Linked DNA regions of Anas platyrhynchos: region 1 is linked to region 2. A link is a contact called in public Hi-C data. All regions are on one chromosome and are shown on one strand. Each heading gives the region's core, a stretch centred on a gene start, on an enhancer-like site or on the middle of the called end of the contact. The rest is flanking DNA. Distances are from core to core; before and after follow the strand shown.

Region 1 (4,293 bases), core at 550-3,049, 160 kb after region 2:
GCCTGAACGTTCGTGGTTCTTGTTGATCTAGCTGTAAAGAAGTTCTGGGTTCAGCCCAGAAGTGCCAAGAGCATCTGCACTGGAAAAGGAAAGGCTCAGTCATGGCAGCTGTGAGCAGCTGTAATATTCCCTACCAGGGAAGAGAGATGGCCTTTTTTTTTTTTTTTCCTTTTAAGAAATTTTATTAAGGATTAATGGCTTAGTCATGTTCTTGATGCTTACTTCTAGAAACAGCATGCATGTTCTAGAAGGCACTAAGCAACTTGGTTTTGATGGTCTGTTTCGTTGTGTTTCTGAAGATATTCTGTGAACTGTACAGGCAGGCAGTAGGGAAGAAAAAAGTTTTTAGGCGAAGATGAACAGTACTTGCAGAGTGATTTGTGCCTGCAGGACAGCTTCTTGCATGGAAGAGTGCACACACACACGCGCGATATAGTTCTGAGGCTGGTTATGGGGCGAGATGGAAAGCAGACAGCGTGAAGGATGTCTGAGCTGCAAAGGAAAACGCATCTACCTTTGTTATGTGCCAACGAGCAGATCATCTCCGGACATGGTCCCCTCTCTGCAGCCTGCTCTGGATGCCACCTGCGCCTCTCTTGGTCTTCCGCAGCCCGGCTGCTTTGCGTCCTGTGGCACAGCATCTCAGACACCTCTAAACCTTCCAATTCCCCAAATCTTCTGTCTGCCTGCTGGGATCTGTGCCCTCAGCTCGCAGACAGCTGCTTTCAGCACACAGGTTTCGGGGACCCTGCGAAGCCTGGCGTTATAATGAAGACTTGAGTGCCATCTGCTGGTGTTTCATTTCCTTAATTGCTTGCAGACAGCTCTGACGGTTCTCGTCCTTCCTCCCCCTCAAACATACACTCCTATCATTCAGTAACTAGTTTTGTATTTTCCCCTCGTCCTTGAGTACACATACATCCTTAAATCAGAAAGCTGAAATATGTATTTTTTTCCTTTTGTTGATATGTTGCTAGTAATGTCCCTTCTGTAATTACTATTCATGTAACTTCATACAATTTTTCAGAGAAAGCTATTGAAGGTTGGTTCAATAGTTATCTCTGTATTTTAGATCTGCGGTTTCTTGTTTGTTTGTTTTTAAGTGGACAGTCATACCAGAAAGTATTATTTAAGAAGAACCCGCAGCAATCACAGTAAATGAGTGTGCTTTTTTTTTCTCCTTATATTGGATTTGAGCAGAATAATAAATGACTACAACAGGAGTGGTTTCTCCTGCAGGGGATTTGAGACAATGCATACAGGAATTTGAGAACTGCGTGTCTGTCACCTGCAGAACAAACACAACTTTGCAGATCTGAAAGCTTGCATGGTACACTACACAGAAAATAGGCAGAAGAAAGCACAGTTCTGCTGGTGAGTAGGGAGGGATTTTAGGGTTCTTCAGATCTAAATGCATTTTTTTTCAAAGATCTCTTGAATTCTTGCAGAATGGATGTTCCTAGCTTTTCTATCTTCAGAATACAATTAAAATTAAAAATCAAAACCAACCAACCAAACCACCCTAGCCTGCTAGAATTTGTGTATTTCAGTGAGAGTGTTGTGACCAGGGGATTGGGAAGGAGGGTGAATATTCTGGGTGGAACGTGTTACTGACATGCTGGATTAGACATCCAGTAAATGAGGTGCAAAAACTCAGATTGCTTTCAGCTGGGAACTGAGATGCTGCAAATTTGACTTCAGAAGCTGGCTGCTATGGGAGTATTCCTGTCTGGTCTTACTTGGGAGGAAATGATTTTCAGTGGTAATTTACAGGCTTTGTCAAAACTTTGTCCTGGAACTGTGCTTACTGTGACATTCGAAATTTCCAGAAAAGGTAAAGGCTCTTTCTTCTGATTCCCTCTTTCTGCCATTTCCTAACTGCTTTAAATAGTCTGTTTCTGACAGTGAGAAATCCTCTGTCCTTGAGAACTCACAGCCCAAATGCTGTGGGTTGGGCGCTGACCCTGCTGAGACAAAGGACTTGCCATAAATCAAATCCTCTAGTCCAGGTGGGTGGAGGAAATCAAGTCACTTTATTGAGTGCAGGAGCACAAATAGCATGGGAGCCGTCACATCTGACTTGTTGGCAGTGTCCGCATGGTATAGTAAAATCTGAGGTGATTCGCCTGAAATCGAGAACAAAGAATTCAGTGTGGATTGAGCCACGTGAACTACAACTTCTGCAGTTCTTTAGAAACAGTGTGTTGCTTCCTGAACAAAGACAACTAACGTTTAAACACAACTAAGTGGAAAATGGATATTCTGTAGGAGTAAGGAAAAAACAGAAATCTGGCAGACATCACCGAGATCAAGACAAATGGAAGCCAGTTGCTGTTGCCATTTGTCTGAGTTGATTCTGGGATAAATGAAAGTGTTGGCCTCATGTGCTGAGTCCCTGGTTAACAGGCATCAGAGTGCTGTAGATGGAGGACAGCAGTGGATCTCTGTGGATAGATTGGCACAGCCACAGCAAGGAGAATAGAGGGAGAAGTCAGATCTGGAAACAAGGGTAGGGGGCGGGGAGTGGGAGGGAGAACAAAACATCAGATGCTAATGTTTAAATGGTAACATTTTTAGCCTGTTTAGGTACAAACCAATTTGTCTATTTTCTGATTGCTAATGGGTGCTTCAGCTCCTAATTATACTGAATACCAGGCATGTTGCAAAAATCACTTACTGTTTTGATAATCATGGCTCAGCTTTTTAATACCTCTGCATTAGCTCTCTACGGCTCTCGACTTTTGAGTGGAAGGAGGCCACTCAAGCCTCACAGTCAGCAGTCTTACTGTCACACTTCTCTCTCTCTCTGGAGAAAGTGGATTACATCTCAGACCCGGATCCATTTAAGGGAAAACAAGCAGGCATCTAGCCCCAAAAGTCCACTCTATAGCCCTGAGTTCAGCATCTGTCTTTATGTATTGCGCTCCTCAGAAGGCTAACTGGGGCCAAAAGGCCCTTTAGGCTGATGTGCTACATAAACATAGCTCCAAGGAAACGAGCGATGGTAGGTCTGAAGTGTCAGCACTTGGAGATTGCAACAGCCCACTCTCCACTTGTGGTCCCAAACCTGGCTGTACCCTGGGGTGAGAAGGTGCAGTGCCCTTTATCTCCTGAAGTACAACCCCAGGAGGGGCAGGAGGTCCTGCTGCCTGCTCTGTATATATTGGCTCAAGAAATGGGAGCCCAGATTCAATTCATTTCCGACCCTGTATAATCTCTTTCATAAAGGAACTGAAGCCTACATCCCTTAGATGCACAGTTACTTTTTTTACCAGACCATCAGCCAAGCTGTATGGGGTAGTTGGGCTCATATGGGGGGGCTAGGCTGAAGTACTGCAGCGAGTACAAACATCACAGAACTAGAAGAGAAATTAACTGACTGTTCAAGCTAAGGCACTCAGTGGAGAGAAGAAGAGTTTCTGGAGTGTGACTTCTCTGCCTCATGAGTTCTATGGTAAAAAAGTCGATTTAACTAATTAAATCCTTTCACCTTTTCTGAGTGGTGTCCTGGTTTCAGTTAGGACAGAGTTAATTTTCCTCCTAGTAGCTGGTAGGGTGCTGTGTTTTGGCTTAGGATGAGAAGAGTGCTGATAACATGCTGATGTTTTAATTGTTGCAGAGCAGTGCTTACACCAAGCCAAGGATGTTTCAGCTTCTCACTCTGTCCTGCCAACCGGCAGGCTGGGGGTGCAGCAGGAGCTTGGAGGGGACAGACCCAGAACAACTGACTCAAACTGGCCAAAGGGGTATTCCATACCATCTGGGGTCATGTTGAGCAATATATAGGGGTGGCTAGCCGGGGTGGGGGGGTCGGCTGCTCAGGGGTAGGCTGGGCATCGGTCAGTGGGTGGCGAGCAATTGCATTGTGCATCACTTGTTTCATATGCATTATTATTAGTAGTACTATTATCATCATTATTGTTATTATTATTTTCCTGTCTTAATAAACTGTCTTTATCTCATCTCATAGGCTTCACCTTCCCATTTCTCTCCCCCATCCCAGAGAGGAAGGGGGGAGGGTAAGCGAACAGCTGTGTGGTGTTTAGCTGCCAGCCTGGTTAAACCACAACAAGTGGTAAGGCTGAAGTCTCACAGGTGGAAGATTGGAATTGAACCTGTGTGTCTCAACAATGAAAACAATGAAAATGATGAAAATTGTATTACAAGAGAAGATAGAAACATCTTTTATGAGGCCTTTGAAACTGTTAACGCCCTAGGTACAAGTGCGTGAGCTAAACTGGAGCCTCAGAGGTAACAAAGAGCTTTTTTCTCTCACTTTATCTTAGAGGGCTG
Region 2 (4,272 bases), core at 629-3,128:
ATATTATGAAACAACAAGATATGTTGAAATCTAAATCCTCTAGTGCATGCTTCTTTCTTTTTCCCTGTGTGTATATACATAAGCTAGAAGTACTTTTACGTCATGTAGCATGTGTTTAAAAAAAGACATCTGCTGTAGAAGCACTAAATGACTTTGTTTTTACTGTGCCTTACTTCAAAACTATTCCAAGTGCAATACCAGCAGAGCAAAATGTAATGAATCCTGTTGTGACATGTTCATGGATGTCTGGATTGATCTTTTTTGTTAGTGTACAATTTGAGTTGTACTTAAAAGAACTGAATGATGTATGCTTCTTTATATTACAACAAATAAAAGAGATGCTTACGATGTGTATTGGCTTTTGAGAGCAACTTATACTTTGTTTTAATGCAATTTCATGGGCAATCACTTTCTGCTAAGTAAGTTTTACCTATTTTTTTCTTCCCCATAGACTTAGATGGGCACATATGTCTTGTGAGATGGTATGGTTTTTCTTTTTTTTTTGTATGTTCTGGCAAGCCTGAAATGTACATGATAAATATTTCCCTTGCAGTGGAACACTTCTCAGGCAGAGCAATGCAACTGTTATATGCTTAGCGCTCTCATTCTGGTGCCAGAGAAAAATGAGTATTGAACTTGAAATTGTGTTCACTTCAAAATTTCATTGACTAAATGGGTCATTCTCTCTTCTCTGCAGAACCCGAAATGCTACATTTCTGTCATGGCAGAGCCAGATAACCTTTCTGTAGCAAAAATGAATGGGGATATCTGACTAAGATAATTGGGTTTGTTTCTGGTAAGAACCATCCCATGTCAGATGCCACTTCATCACTAAAATCTCCTGCTTGAAGTGTTACTGCAGTTGGTTGGGACTACGAAGATATTTTACTTTGGTATTTTAATGTGGGAATGCATTAATCTGTTTCCAAGATTTGTCTTAAGTCTACAAAAATATTACTGTTAAAGTATCCTGCACACTAGACAGGAGAATGTTAATTACAATGGTGCAGTCTTTGTGCCTTTGTGGAGAATAGTTCTCAGTTCTCCCTCCTAAAAAAAAATTTTGGGAATCCCTATTTTGAGCAATACAGAGGGACCTACCAGGCCATTTTTTACACTGTTATGTTCTGCCACCATCTAGTTGATAGCTTGCTTGTGGCTTTGTGTTGAGTTGAAAAGTCTTATTTTTCTTATAACAGCCAGCCTGTCTAGGACTTGTGCTTGTCTGTTAGCTAAAACGATGCTTAATCTACCAATCTACTTTAAAACATCACTTATTTATTTTTATTTTTTAATTTTTTTTATAGCTCCTTCTACTGTTGTTTATGCATGCTCTCTTCCTTCCTTGGCAGGCTGCAAGATTTGGAAGTCTGCAGTCCTGTGCTTACCTGAACAGAAGTTACAGCCCTAAAGGCTGTATTGAGCTTTTTAAAAATAAAAATTATTAAAAATAAGAAAAAAAGGAGATTTAGATAATGCTGTTGTTCTAATCCCTGTTTAGAAGGAGATGCTAGAAACAAGTTACCAAAATTGAACTCAGCTGTTTCATGCTTTGTGGCTGTGTGTATGCATAAAACATAACATGGGGGCTTGGAGTTGTATAAATTTAGGAAAATATTCTATCCATTTTTCACTTTTATAAGCTACACTGAATACCGGGGCGCTGCCAGCACAGACACCCTCACGAGGGGCCTGACACCAGCCCCACCCTGGAGCCTTGTTGGTCGTGTAGCAGAAAGCAGCAAAGGAATTAACAATGGTGCATTTGAGTAAAACGTATCTTCATCCAGCGGTTAATATAAAAATGCTAACAAACTTTGGTTCCCCCCTGTGGCCTCAGGCTCCTTCACCCCTCAGGGCCAGCAGTGCTGTGCTCGGGGCCTTGCTGGGGGCTGCCCCGGCCGTGCTCCCGCCGCCCTCCCCTCAGGGCGGGCCCTGGGACCGTTGGTCCCCTCAGGCCCCTGTGGCGCCCCGCTGTGCCCGGCTCCTTCTCGGCGGCCACCGAAATGAAATTAATGATTTTTTTGCTGGAGGGGTTGACTGTAGGGCTGGGGGAGGCAGAGGAGTGGTGGGAGAGTGCGGGGAGCCTTCCTCAGCCATGTCAGCCTCCTTCAGCCGTGTCCCCGTCTGGTGGTCGTCGTGTGCCCCCTCCCGCCGTACGCCCAACAAGACTGCACATTTGCCTCTGTCATTTGAAGTGTTCTTGTGACACGTTTAGGAATAAAACCCCCGTGTGACTAAGGCCTCCCTTCCTGGCCTGGTGGATGCCACCCAGCAGGCTGCCCCTGAGGGTTTATGTGCCTCACCTGTGGAAGGGGAGGGAGGGGTTATGTAATTTGGGTGCTGGAGACCTCAAGTACAGCAGGTAACTGCTAGAAGCTGAGGTGAGCTCATGGCTTGGCTGTGCTTCTGGAAGCAGCATGCACCAGAAGTAGTGTCAGGACTGTGGAAAAAGGTCTTTATCTCAGCTCAGACTTGATCCCCAAGTGCCTTCATCGTACCTTCAAATGGCCTACATCGCTGGAGAAGGCCGGGAACTTAGGGTAAGGCCTAAATCTGTTTTCTTCTATTTGATGCGTGTGTTTATTTTTTGCAATTGAACTTCTAGACCTGCTGTGTTGTGGGGGACTTTGAAGTGGATTACTGTTGTAATAAGAAAAATAAGTACAGAAAATGTTAAACATGAATTGTTTCACCAAAGAGAAAGATGTGAAGCTTGGGAAAGAACTGTGATTAGACTGTTACTGTTGTTTGAGAAAGAGTCCTTGCCCTCTGTGTTCAGCCACAAGAAGTGTTTCTCAAAAATTATTATATAACTGAAGTACGGAATTAACATTGTTTGTATTTATTTGTCTCTTGGTTTAATACTTCTGATGGCGGTGGCTTTGCGATAGCCCCTCAACTGGAGCATCCCTCTTCCCATTCTCTTGACATTGATAATTTCACCTAGGAATTATTTCTGTGTTGTTTATCTCATGTTGTGTTTCTCCCCAGTTCTAAAATAAGGTAGTTTATTTTTGTTACTTGAGATTGGGGTGAGATGAGACTTAAAAGCTTGCAAAAGCCTCTTGTTCCCTGTTTTAATGGTTACAGCTGTGCTTTTGGATCAGGTGTTTAGTGTTGGAATTGCTTCATCAGCAGACCTAATTCTCACCCTAGACAGGTTGATAAGTTTTGCTTGTTTATGTGAAGTAAAATATTTTCAACAAACTTTTGCCAGTGGTTATCAATTCCTGATTTTTTATTTATATATTTTTAAGAAAAAAACCTTCCTGACTTTTGAAATAGTATTTGTATCTTCTTTGGTCCATCTGTATCTTCTTGGTCCATTAAAATAAGTTTCAAGTGTTATGGTTTAACCAGTTGCATTCTGTTTTGTATAGACGTACATTTGCCAGAGTCCATGCTGATAAGTTTTGAGGCTCACGCTTAGTGTCATCTAAAAAATGATTGCACCTAAAGTTGGCTTGAAATAGTATAAAGCAGAAATCTCTCCTCATGCGTGCCAAGGTTTGTCTGAGGCCAATCTAAAACTTTGGCTATTTAGATTTACTTGTCATATAGATACATATATTAAAAAAGAAAGACAAAACGCAAAACTAAAATGAAACAGGAGCATAATTTTCTTCTTCCTATAGAATTAGGTGGTGGCCACTGTATTATTTAGATGGATATCCAGGTGGACAATGTAAATATTCAGATAAAAATGATGACAGGTTCATCTAGGCTTGTTTTGAATAACCCAGTCAATTGCTGTTTCTTACATTGGTGTATATTATTGCGATCATATTTCATTTTATCTATATGAGTCCAAAAAAAAAGCTATTTGTTTCTGCTAATCATAAAAATTACAGTTTAATTAAAATGCCTTCTTTTCTGCAAACACTACTAAAGTGTAGTTATAATTTGTCTTTAATGTTGTCTGTGTCTTTGACAGTTTTTTAAAGACCTTTACTTAAGTGATAGGAGCAGAAGCTTCTAGATTTCTTAAGTTCCTCAGTGGGTTCTAGGTTGGTACTGTAATTTTTTTAAACTGGCAGTTTGGTGTTTCATGCCTGCACTAATCCTTGATACCAGTAGATGTCCCCTTTCGACCAGGCGTTGCAAATAGCAAACGAAATACAAATACTTCGGGACAGAGCTTCGATGTTAGCAACTGCAGTAGAAGAGGCGTGCAAATCTTGTTAAATAATTTAGTGTCTTAAAATCGGAGGTAATTACCTCTCAAAAAAAAAAAAAAAAAAAAAAGGCAGTTAACTTTTAAAATTATTA

What was found. Hi-C and Micro-C count contacts between places; a contact is called where the count stands out from the background.
Region 1: a contact with region 2 is called in a Hi-C map of skeletal muscle, with 2.0 times the contacts expected there. The contact joins the promoter of LOC101795296 here to the enhancer-like site in region 2. A contact is called at or near these places in 2 of 8 Hi-C or Micro-C datasets (skeletal muscle and subcutaneous adipose tissue).

Annotation. Positions count from the first base shown.
Region 1 is chr12:14,323,910-14,328,202 of IASCAAS_PekinDuck_T2T, forward strand. LOC101795296 (galanin receptor type 1) reads right to left here and starts at 1,800. Exons shown (of 3, transcript XM_013105259.5): 1 at 1-1,800. It overlaps LOC101794820 (dipeptidase 2), which reads left to right. Exons shown (of 15, transcript XM_038185373.2): 3 at 4,287-4,293.
Region 2 is chr12:14,165,218-14,169,489 of IASCAAS_PekinDuck_T2T, forward strand. It overlaps ESRP2 (epithelial splicing regulatory protein 2), which reads left to right. Exons shown (of 16, transcript XM_072043918.1): 16 at 1-352. Among named protein-coding and RNA genes, the nearest start is that of ESRP2, 47 kb to the left of the region's middle. Within about 2 kb of position 1,879, at least 1 of the 8 cell types and tissues checked has an H3K27ac peak or open chromatin away from gene starts, as enhancers often do.